2 separate regions of the Zea mays genome follow, and region 1 is linked to region 2. A link is a contact called in public HiChIP or PLAC-seq data. All regions are on one chromosome and are shown on one strand. The core of a region is the stretch at or near the end of the contact, and the rest is flanking DNA. Distances in the headings are between cores, read along the strand shown.

Evidence for each region. HiChIP or PLAC-seq counts read pairs in DNA pulled down with a chosen protein or histone mark.
Region 1: an H3K4me3 HiChIP or PLAC-seq map of leaf shows a contact between it and region 2, with 3 times the contacts expected there. The contact joins the promoter of LOC100279822 here to the promoter of LOC100273104 in region 2. A contact is called at or near these places in 2 of 25 Hi-C or Micro-C datasets (bundle sheath and endosperm) and 1 of 3 datasets of contacts at active chromatin or transcription factors (leaf).

Annotation. Positions count from the first base shown.
Region 1 is chr10:88,205,938-88,212,038 of Zm-B73-REFERENCE-NAM-5.0, reverse strand. It overlaps LOC100279822 (methionine adenosyltransferase), which reads right to left and starts at 1,391. Exons shown (of 2, transcript NM_001152777.2): 1 at 1,202-1,391.
Region 2 is chr10:87,893,784-87,899,427 of Zm-B73-REFERENCE-NAM-5.0, reverse strand. It overlaps LOC100273104 (Peroxidase 64), which reads left to right and starts at 1,649. Exons shown (of 1, transcript NM_001147553.1): 1 at 1,649-2,897. The coding sequence starts at 1,698. The coding sequence ends at 2,720.

The DNA of each region.
Region 1 (6,101 bases), core at 142-2,641, 310 kb before region 2:
GCAAAAGCTATGTATTAGAAATGCCAAAACAGCTTATAAATTGGAGTAGAGTATAAAAGCAACGGCCATGAGCATAGTAAAAGCATAAACTGGCAGCTAGCTAGCTTGTAAAAAGAAGCTCCTACAAATCCTCTATTCAGGTAGCAAAAAGAAACGTCGACAAGTCCTACGCACATCTGGCGTACGGATAAGTTTCTAGAGCATGCGGTTTATGTTTACTGGTAGAGGATCATTTCTCACTAAAAATTGCAGCCAAAGGTTACCGAGTACCACTGCAATTTTAGCAGCAACCTTCATAGAGGTACAGCGAAGCGCTCGAAACAACACTACAGACTACAGAGCATGGTGAACGCAGGAACCAGTAGCTGTAAGTTCCTGGACAGCTTGCATAAATAAATTTTCTGAAACCCCCCAGAACCCTGTGCAGCTTGCCTAGCAAAAAGCGAAGCATGTGGTTTCTTTATCTATAGACGAATAAGACAAAGCCAATCGCCGATTCTTCTCCCCAACTCTGTTGTTTTTATAAGATTAGATGAGATCAGCATCAGTATCATTTCGGGAGCAAGCTTTATACACTCTCTAAGGTAAAAACAAAGCACCCCTACCCCTAAGCAGTTTCTGCGCACTTGTTTTGCCTGCGGGAAATTCACAGATTTGCACATGTATGTACATGCTGACAGGAAATCACAGAATTTTTTTTGGGAGCTAACGGCACGGATGGGGAGTTCCGACGAGATCGGCTCGTCCAACCACGTGTGGTTCTTTTCCCGTCTAGTGGAACGGGACAAGACGACAACAACCATCACTACTACTCCCAACAGGTGTGCGTGTGTGTGAAAGGAGGGGAAAAATAGATATCCCTCCCTGAATATACCGATTATTATTAATTTAAGGGGAAAACAAAACATTTCTCAGCACGAACGAAGGAAACCAGGGAACCTAGGATGCCGAGCCCCAGCTTTGGATGGATGGCGGCAAGGAATGCGCGAGACGCGCGCCGGAGCGTACCGCCTGACCGAGCGAGCAGCAGCTGGCCGCGGAACCAACCATTGCGGGAGCCCGCAGCTCCTAGAACCGTCCGCCTTTGTTTTGACACAGACAACGAGAACAAAACCCTACGGGCGAAGGGAGAGGAAGCGGGCACCGGAACGCAGAGCGCCGGCGGAGGCGCCTAGCGGACCGAAGGAGAAGGGACGCTCACCTGCTGCTGCTGCGCGGCGGCGACGCGGGGTGGTCGTGGTCGGGCGGATCCGAGTCCGACGAGATCCGGCGGAGGCAGCGGGCGGGTGGGTGGGTGGAGTCAGTGGGATGAGATGGGGTAAAACAAGTTCCGGTTGAGGGGAGGGGGGATCGTCTCGTCTCGTCTCAGATCCGACCCGTCCGCAGCGCACGCCGTGCCGGGCCGCGCTCCGGCCCATTTATAGCCCCCCGTCGGTAGCGGACACGGGCGCAGTGTAGTGCTGGAGGCCCGCCGCCGTCGGATTGGATTTGGTCGGATCCGGCGGGCGAGGCGAGGGGGCGGGCAGTGGCGCTGTACTGCTGTAGCATATAACGGGTGGGGTGGGGTTGGGTTGGGTTGGGTGGCGGACAGCGACCCGTACCCACCAAACACCTCAGGGCCCAGCCCTTCCTCCTGCTGCTGAGCTTGCCGCTGACTCGCTGGCCCCGGGTCCCGACCGGAGGAGGCCGCGTGATTCGGTCCGCCCCGCTCACCAACCGCCCGTGGGCCCCGCGCCGCTCGCTGATGGCCTGTGGTGATGGTGCGGTGCGCTTCACGCACGCACACGAGTTGGCATGGCCACACCCACCGCAACTGCAGGCAGCCAGGCACTACTACGATTGCAGGCAAAAAAAAAAAGGCCTTCTGCTATGCCTAATAGCGCTTGACCGAATTAAATTGGGTCAATCCCACATAAACAAATTGATGACCACCAAAGTTAGCACTCCCGGTCCCGGGTAATGATCACTGATCTGCCCAATCTCAATCACGGCTCTCAGAATACCCTCTTTGTAATTCTTTTTTCCCCGGGCCAATCTCAGTAGTTTTTTTTTATTCTCATAGGTTTCAGTATTCAAAGGCACGGTTGACTTGGTCAAGCTTGCCACAATGCCATTCACATTCACTAGCAGGTAGGCTTGTTAGTGTTTAGCTGAAATATGACCAGCTTTAGAGGATATTTGAATGCACTAGATCTTATAGTTAGTTGGCTAAAAATAGCTAGTGAAATTAACTAACTAATAAATAGCTAGCTAACTATTAGCTAATTTGCTAAAAAATAGCTAATATCTGAACTATTAGATAGATTGTTTGGATGTTTTCAACTAATTTTAACAGCTAACTTTAGCTCTAGTGCATTCAAACACTCCCTTGGCTGCTAAGGAATGTTAAGTACACCAGATATTATGTTTTTCGTATGTATGTGTGCTAGATTTCAATCTGATCATAAGGAATACCACCTTGTGGCAGTGAAGTGGATTTTGAGACATTCAGTTCACAAGCCTCACTTCGGGCTCTGGTATCCTAAGGAGTCTACCTTTGATCTAATTGGGTATTTGGATTCCGATTATGTCGGGTGCAAGCTGGTAGATATGAAGAGCACATTAGGGACATGTCTGTTTTTTTGAGGTCCCTAGCGTCTTGGAGCTCAAAGAAACAGAATTCCGCTGCCCTATCCACCGTCGAGGCCAAGTATATTGCTGGAGGCCATTGCTGTGTGCAATTGCTTTGGATGAGGCAAACACTCAAAGACTTTGGCTACTGAAAGGGAAATGGGCTTAACTATTTCCTATAATCAATTTTGGTATTTGACGTCCATCACAAACCATATGGACTAACTAGTTTGCCTAGTAGCTATTTTTTCTTAGGTGCATAAAGCTCAACATAAACATACAAAGAAAAAGACTAGAGGGAAATTTACAAAGTTTGGAGCATACAAGAAATGGTGCAGCCAGTGGCGCACCGGACACTGTCCGGTGCCCAGGCCGAGGCACCTCGCAAACTGGCCGCTCTCGGGTTTTCTCAGAGCCACTCCGCTAAAATTCATCGGACTGTCCGGTGAGGCACCAGACTATCCTGTGAGCCAATGGAGCAACGGTCAACTTCGCCAATGGTCGATTGCGCTGACGAAGGAACAGTGGACGGAGTAGAAGTCAGAAGTCAGAACTGCAAAGTCAGAACGCACCGGACTGTCCGGTGTGCCACCGGACTGTCCGGTGCCGCAAGAGGATAGAAGACTTCAACGGTCAACAGCTCCAAACCCCAACGGTCGACTGACGTGGCACTCACCGAACAGTGAACAGTGTCATGTCCGGTGCACCACCGGACTGTCCGGTGTGCTAATAACATCAAAGTCAGCCAACGGCTAAGAAGTGGTTGGAGGCTATAAATACCCCCCAACCATCTCCATTCAAGCCATCCAAGCTTCCCAACCTTCACATTCAATACTAGAGCAAAGAATACACTCAAAGACACAATCAAAGCATTCAATCCTCTCCAAGCTCCAAAATCAAATCAAGTGCTTAGTGACTTGAGAGAGGGAGATTCGTGTTTTTTGTTGCTCTTTTTGTTTGAATTGCTTTCTTCTTCTCACTCTAAACTTCTCAAGTGTTTTGTAAAGCAAGCGAGAGACACCTATTTGTGTGGTGATCCTTGTGGGGTCTTAGTGACCCGTGTGATTAAGAAGAAGCACTCGACTGGTCTAAGTGACCGATTGAGAGAGGGAAAGGTTTGGAAAAGACCCCGCCTTTGTGGCCTCCTCAACAGGGTGTAGGTTCTTTAGAACCGAACCTCGGGAAACAAATCGTTGTGTCCACTTGTGTTGATCTCCACTCGATTTGTTTCTCCCCTCTCCTCTCTCTCTCTAAAGTTCTCTTGCTCACATTGTTTTGAGTTTGCTCCCAAAGTTATCTGCATTGATTGAGCAACTCATAGAAAGAAGAACTATCTTCCGCACTCCGAATTCAATATTATTTATTTCTAACCCTAACCCAAGTGAAGTGTCTATTCAAAGTTTATAATTTTCAGGTTTCACCTATTCACCCCCTCTAGGTGACTTTCAATTGGTATCAAAGTCTGGTTCTTCATTAGAGTCTAACAACTCGAAGTGATGTCGGGAGAACACACCAAGAGGGAGATGGTAACCGGCGAAAAGCCTGAAGCCTCGGGAAAGAAGAACGAGTAACGTACTCCGTCAAAGGAGGCCGGTGACAAGCACAAGGAGGAATCCGCCGGCTCCATCAAATCACATAGGAAGGGTGACAAGAAGAAAAAGAAAATGAAGAAGGTGGTCTACTACGAGAACGACTCTTCATCACCTTCCACCTCCGGTGCCGAGTCTACATCTTCGAAGCGCCAAGAGCGTAAGAAGTATAGTAAGATGCCTCTTCACTATCGTATTCCTAAATGTGCTCCTCTACTTTCCGTACCCTTAGGCAAACCACCATATTTTTATGGTGAAGATTATTGTATGTGGAGTGATAAAATGAGGCATCATCTAACCTCACTCCACGAAAGCATATGTGGTATTGTTGAGTTTGGAGCACAGGCACCACAGGTGGGCGACGAGGATTACGACTTCGATGAAGCCACCCAAATAAGGCACTTCAACTCCCAAGCCACCTCTATACTTCTCGCTTCCTTGTGTCAAGAGGAGTATAACAAGGTGCAAGGGTTGAAAAGCACCAAAGAAATTTGGGACGTCCTCAATACGGCACACGAAGGGGACGAGGTGACCAAAATCACCAAGCGTGAAATGATTGAGGGAGAGCTCGGTCGATTCGTCTTTAACAAAGGAGAAGAGCCACAAGCAATATACAATCGGCTCAAGACGATGGTCAACCAAGTACGCAACCTCGGGAGCACCAAGTGGGATGACCATGAAATGGTCAAGGTTATTCTTAGATCTCTTGTTTTTTGTAATCCCACTCAAGTGCAACTAATCCGTGGAGATCCTAGATATAAACAGATGTCTCCAGAGGAGGTTATTGGCAAGTTCGTGAGCTTTGAACTTATGATCAAAGACTCCAAACATATTGTCAACTTAGAGCATGGCGCCACCTCCACACCCGAGGTGCAACCCGTTGCATTCAAAGCAACAGAAGAAAAGAAGGAAGAGTCTACACCAAGTAGACTCCCAATCGACGTCTCCAAGCTCGACAACGAGGAGATGGCTCTTATCATCAAGAGCTTTCGTTAAATCCTCAAGCGAAGGAAGGGGAAGGACTACAAACCCCGCTCTAAGAGGGTGTGCTACAGGTGTGGTAAGTCCGGTCACTTTATTGCAAAATGTCCATATACAAGTGACAGTGATAGAGACGGCGACAAGAAAGAGAAGAAGAAGAAAAGATATTACAACAAGAAGGGTGGCGAAGCGCACATGGGGTGGGAATGGGACTCCGACGAGAGCTCCACCGACTCCTCCTCCGGACGCCGCTAACATCGCCATCAACAAAGGCCTTCTCTTCCCCAACGTCAGTCACAAATGCCTCATGGCTAATGACGGCAAAAAGAAGAAGGTACATTATAGAGATACCCCCAAATACACTACTTTCGATGATGAGGGTAGCTCTAGTGATGATAATGATGATTTGACTTCTCTTTTTGCAAATCTTACCAATGATCAAAAGAAGAAAATTAATGAATTAATAGGAACCATTAACAAAAAGGATGATATCTTGGAAAGCCAAGAAGACTTGCTCGTTAAAGAAAATAAAAAATTTGTTAAGTTAAAAAATGCTTATGCTCTTGAAGTAGAAAAATGTGAAAACTTATCTAAAGAGCTTGATATTTGCAATGATTCAATTTCTTGTCTTAGAACTGAAAATGCTAGTTTAATTACTAAGATTGAAGAATTGAATGCTTGCAATGTTTCTACATCTATTGTTGAGCATGTCACTATTTGCACTAGACGTAGAGATGTTAATATTGATGCTATGAATGATCGCGTTGTTATGATTAAAGAACAAAATGATCACATAGCTAAATTAAATGCTAAAATTACCAAGCATAACTAGAGAATAGAAAATTTAAATTTGCTTGTAGTATGCTCTATAATGGGAGACACCTTGGCATTAAGGATAGCATTGGCTTCCAACAAGGGAGC
Region 2 (5,644 bases), core at 400-2,899:
TGGAAATGCAGTGTACGGGGCATTTTTGTCTGTCTTGTGTACATAGTCAACCGCTACGTATACGTACGTACGTACTAGCCAATATTTCTCATATATCTCTTCCGGTTCATTGGTTGTTGTGGCTAGCTAGAACTACATACGCTACCTTACCTGCTAGCTGCATCAACCAACCTGCACCAAATTAAAAGCGTTTCCGTGCAGCAAAGACGGAGAGAGAGAGAGAGAGAAAAAAAACAAAACAAGAAAAGGTCAAATTGAAGGTGGGGCGGGGCGTGACTAAATTTAGTAGTACGTAGTTATATACCTCGAGTCTAATAATCATCAATCAAACCGTTAATCTATAGAGGGTTTAAAATTCGCATGGGATTTGATCAAATCATTACGCGTGATATATGGATGGTAGGTGGGTGTCGATGGAATTATATTGATCGAACCCGTTCATCAGCTGCATACCTTTCGTCTCTGCCTTTTTAGGAGAAAAGAATAATTCCACGATGACTGTGTTTAGGCCCTATTTGGAACCCTAGAGCGTTAATAGTTAATCAGCTAATAAATTATTAGCCATGCTAATAAACTAATTGTTAGTTGTGAGGTAGCTAACAATTAGCTACGGTATTAACTGAGTCTGTTTGGAACCTAACAACTAATTTTTAGTAGATAATTATTAGTTTTAGTGGTTCTAAACATGGCCTTAATAATTAGGGGCCGACACAATCCGGCTTTCTTCCATGAAATGATACAAAAATCCTAGAAGACCACCAAATCTCTTGACCAAGTGCGAGCTGCAAGGTAAATCAATTCTATACGGCTTAATTATTGCTGACATCGTGCGATCCTCCAGGCTGATCACATATATATCATATGCCCTGTCGAGACCTCGTCAATGTTACGTACACAAGTTAACGACCTGCACCTTCTTGTCAGAGGGTTTTCTAAAGCAACCTTCACACCTCGTTCTCTCTCAACAACTCTTGCTTTTGCATATGATTATGAGAGCTGCTACAGACGGTGTGCTACCAAGTCTCCGGGTAACATTAGGTAGATGGTGACGTATAAGCTTACTGTTGGCTCTCTTATTAGCTAGCTAGTTTTCAAATAGTGAAGTTTTCTCCATCATCGATTAACACGGTTTTCATTTGCATTTGCAATTTGCATGCATGCACGGAAAGGCCTACTTTTTGCAGGTTTTACGAGAAAATTTACAAGAAAAAAAGTTTTTTTTTGAGTTAGTTTACTGTTTTCATGAAAAATAAAATTGATAAAGATTACCCCTCTTCTTGCAAGAGATCCTCTAGGAGAAGAGGTGTTGCTACATATATCAAAATAATGTTTTTCTTGCTTTTGAGAATTCGACGCGTGTGGTGGCAATCGAAAACAAGGACAAGAAGATGCATGTTTTGCAGCTGTGTTGTTCGGAAGGAGTTGTTTTTATTTTAAGGATGGTGCATGGAAAGAGAGGGTCTAGCAGACATTAGCTAGGGAACGCGAAGATTGGGTCTTATTTGTTGACTGGGTGCACAAACACGCCATGATTATTGCGACATACTGCCATGCAAGCTACCTCCAATGTATAAATAGAGACCCAGCGGCAGCACCATCCCTCATATCTCCTCATCAGCTTCAGTTCTGAGCGATCAACATCACCATCGACTTGAACTCAAGCGACTACAGCAAACTTGCTGAGACTGCAGCTGATCATGGGGTCGATGACATGGTTGGCGGCCGTGCTGGCAGCACTCGTCGTCGCCGCCTCCTCATCGGTGGCATCACACGCCTCGCCGCCGGGGAAACTTGAGGTCGGTTTCTACGAGCACTCGTGCCCACAGGCCGAGGACATCGTGCGCAACGCCGTCCGCCGCGGCATAGCCCGCGAGCCCGGCGTCGGCGCGGGGCTCATCCGCATGCACTTCCACGACTGCTTCGTCCGGGGCTGCGACGGCTCCATCCTCATCAACTCCACGCCGGACAACAAGGCCGAGAAGGACTCCGTGGCCAACAACCCCAGCATGCGTGGCTTCGACGTCGTCGACGACGCCAAGGCCGTCCTCGAGGCGCACTGCCCGCGCACCGTCTCCTGCGCCGACATCGTCGCGTTCGCGGCCCGTGACAGCGCCTACCTCGCCGGCGGCCTGGACTACAAGGTCCCGTCTGGCCGCCGTGACGGCCGCGTGTCCAAAGAGGATGAGGTGCTCGACAACAATGTCCCTGCCCCGACTGACGAGGTCGACGAGCTCATCGAGAGCTTCAAGCGCAAGGGGCTCAACGCCGACGACATGGTCACGCTCTCTGGCGCGCACACCATCGGGCGCTCCCACTGCTCCTCGTTCACGGAGCGCCTCTACAACTTCAGCGGGCAGCTGGGGCGGACGGACCCGTCCCTCGACCCTGCCTACGCTGAGCACCTCAAGATGCGCTGCCCATGGCCGTCCAGCAACGACCAGATGGACCCCACGGTGGTGCCGCTTGACCCAGTCACGTCGGCGACCTTCGACAACCAGTACTACAAGAACGTGCTGGCGCACAAGGTCCTGTTCATCTCCGACAACACACTGCTCGAAAACCCATGGACTGCCGGAATGGTCCACTTCAACGCCGCAGTCGAGAAGGCATGGCAGGTCAAGTTCGCCAAGGCCATGGTTAAGATGGGCAAGGTCCAGGTGCTCACCGGCGACGAGGGAGAGATCAGGGAGAAGTGCTTCGCCGTCAACCCACACTACTAGTCGTCAAGTTTAGCTAATTACCCCGCGAATTATGTTTGTTTATACGTTCCATACATCAACATTATGTAGAGTGTTTTTCGTTCTCTTCAAGGGTGTGAAATCAAACAAGTTTATCAAGTAACATTCTTTGTGTTTCAAGATTTCTACAGCAGTAGGTACCATACATATATCGACTTTAATACCATGTGTTGGAGACTTGTTCTCAAATGCTATGAATTAAGAACAAGGCAACACACCAGAAAAATATTAAATGTTAATGTCCTTCGTCCTTCTAAGCATTATTTCCCTTAGAATATAATGATCTTCAGACGAAGGTTATGAAGGACATACCTTCATAAACACGACATGTATAATTAAAGGATGAAGGTTATGAAACATAAGACAACAACATAAATAATTACATAATATTGAAATATGAACATTTATTGTTAAATAATCAAGAATACATGAAAGTTAAACTAAATTACATTTGTACCTTGAGCTTGATCGAATACGAAGATATAGATGTGATGCGAAAAAGTTTGAACAGTATGGGGTACTGTTCACCTATTTATAGGCATAGGACGCATCCTGTGTGAATTTACATTCATGTCCTCTATAAATGATTACAATTTTTACACAGTTTATCATGGGCCGATTGGTCATCTCATCTTTAAGTCGGTGCATTTTGAATTATACTACGAAGCTTCCTGATTGGTAGCTTCGACATTATTCTTCTTCTGACCTTCCGAAGGTGCTTCATCTCACAGGACCTTCGGCGACGAAGCAGACCCCAAACACCATGCATATTGGTTTCAAGATTATTTAGTATCTCTTTCTTGCTTTCTTCGTATAGGTTAAACTCCCACATGTTTTCAATTCATTACTATGTTATGCATATGGTTTTCTATTCATCATATTTATGCATACATATAGGATCAACTTAGTCTATTTATTGCAAGGGTCAAATTATTGTGAACAAATTCTTATAACAAAGGGGGAGATTTCATTTGGAAGGAGGAAAATTTTATAGGGTCACAAGAATTGGCCATCCCTATTTCTTTAATTTAATATCTTCCTCATTGGTGTTTAATTCTAAAGGGGGATAAGTAGTGGGCTTGTGGTGTTGCCAATCACGAGCTTTTTAGTTGCAATCACGAGAGGGGCCGAGAAAGAGAGTGAATAGGTGGGGAAGGGTGGCTGTGGATTTCTCCGGGTGGGGAGGGGAGTAGAAAAATCTATTTAAATTTTAATTTGTCACTAGATGTTTATTGATCTTCATTTTTTCATCACAATACATATGCATATCCTAATTATAATCTTAGCTTCACCCAAGTGTCTAATCTATATAAAAAAATTGTGCCTTAATTTCAACACTATGCATCATGGCAAATCTAAGAAGAATGTAAATTTGTACAAACATAATTGTGGAAAGTAATGCAAGAATTTAGAAGATTCCTCAAGTTCGTTCTGATGTCACAGAGAGTCGTCGTTCTTCCCTAATCCTCATTGGAGCACCCACAGAAGGTTTTCACCCACCCTTGATTCGCACATGGACTAAGTGCTCACTGCAAGCTAGTTCTTTTCCACTGCATCACGGTGAACTGCTCACAACCATATATAGTTTTTGAGTTGGGCCACCCACTATCTCTCTAGATGATCATTGCACTTCAAGTGCCACCAAACCATCTAGGTGATGCTAGTCATCAAGAGTAATAAACATAAATTATCACTTGTCTCTAAAAACTGATGAGATTAATGGGTGCACACTAATCTCTCTTGTTTGCATTAATTAGGCTGATAAACTTGTGAATCTGACTCTCAAGTCCCCCACTATGCAATGACTCCTTATCTCACAATATATGGGTTGCTTTGGTTATTAAATGAAGGCAAGGGTAGGTGTGCTGGCCATTTGATGGGGTATTTATAGCCCCTAACCAGCCAACTAACCATTACTGCCAAGTTAGGCTAAATTCACCATCGCCATACCATCCAATGATCATTGTCGTACCAGAATGTAGGGTCTAATGAGACACAATGGTAACTATTGTACTGCCATGTTAGAACTGGTCGTTTAAAACGTAGCCTTCGACGTATGATCCTATACCCATTGTCGGACTAGTATGATGCCCACCAAAATCTCTCTAGTCATTGTGCAGCACTTGTTATACTTATCCTCTTTGTTTCAATGAGGCAACTGTTCATAGGGCCCGATGACCCTATAGCCAAAACCATAGCTGAAACAGTGCCATTGTTCGGTCTAACACATATCATCGGACCAATCCAACGTACCCCTAGAACTCTCCATCTGATCACAAAAACAATTGGACCCAATGCATTGGTTCGATGAGGTACTGTTTTAGGTTTTGATGATTTTTTTGGCCCCTTCTAAGTCAGCTAGAGTTAGAAACAACTAGTTTATGCCACACTATACTCATTAGACTTATTTATTCAAGCTACTAGTTTATACTCCCCTTATAGTACGATCAAAGGAAAAGTGAAGTCCTAAACTACTCCCTTTATAGTATGATAAAAGGAACAACAAAGTCCCAAACTACTCTAAGTGTGTCTCAACTCCAATCGAAGTTTAGAACTAATTGATTCATAACGAAATTCATAAGTAGGGGCATAGTAAACATACATTGTCTAAACCATTCTCCATCATTATGATCTAACTCAAATTTGCCTATGCAACACACAAATTAGTCACAATAATCTTATAATGTCATTAATCATCATAACTTTTGAGGGCCTAGATGCTTTCAACAGTCATAAGTGTGAGGCTGAGAAATAGAGCGAATAGGTAGGGTGGGGAGGCCAAGTTTTTTTTGGCTTTTTGCCTGATACATTCTTCAACCAAAATGGGCCTTTAGTCCATGGATGGGGAGGGGATAGGAGTAGAAAAGTCTATTTTGGACCCAGTTCTTCATTGGATATTTATTTAT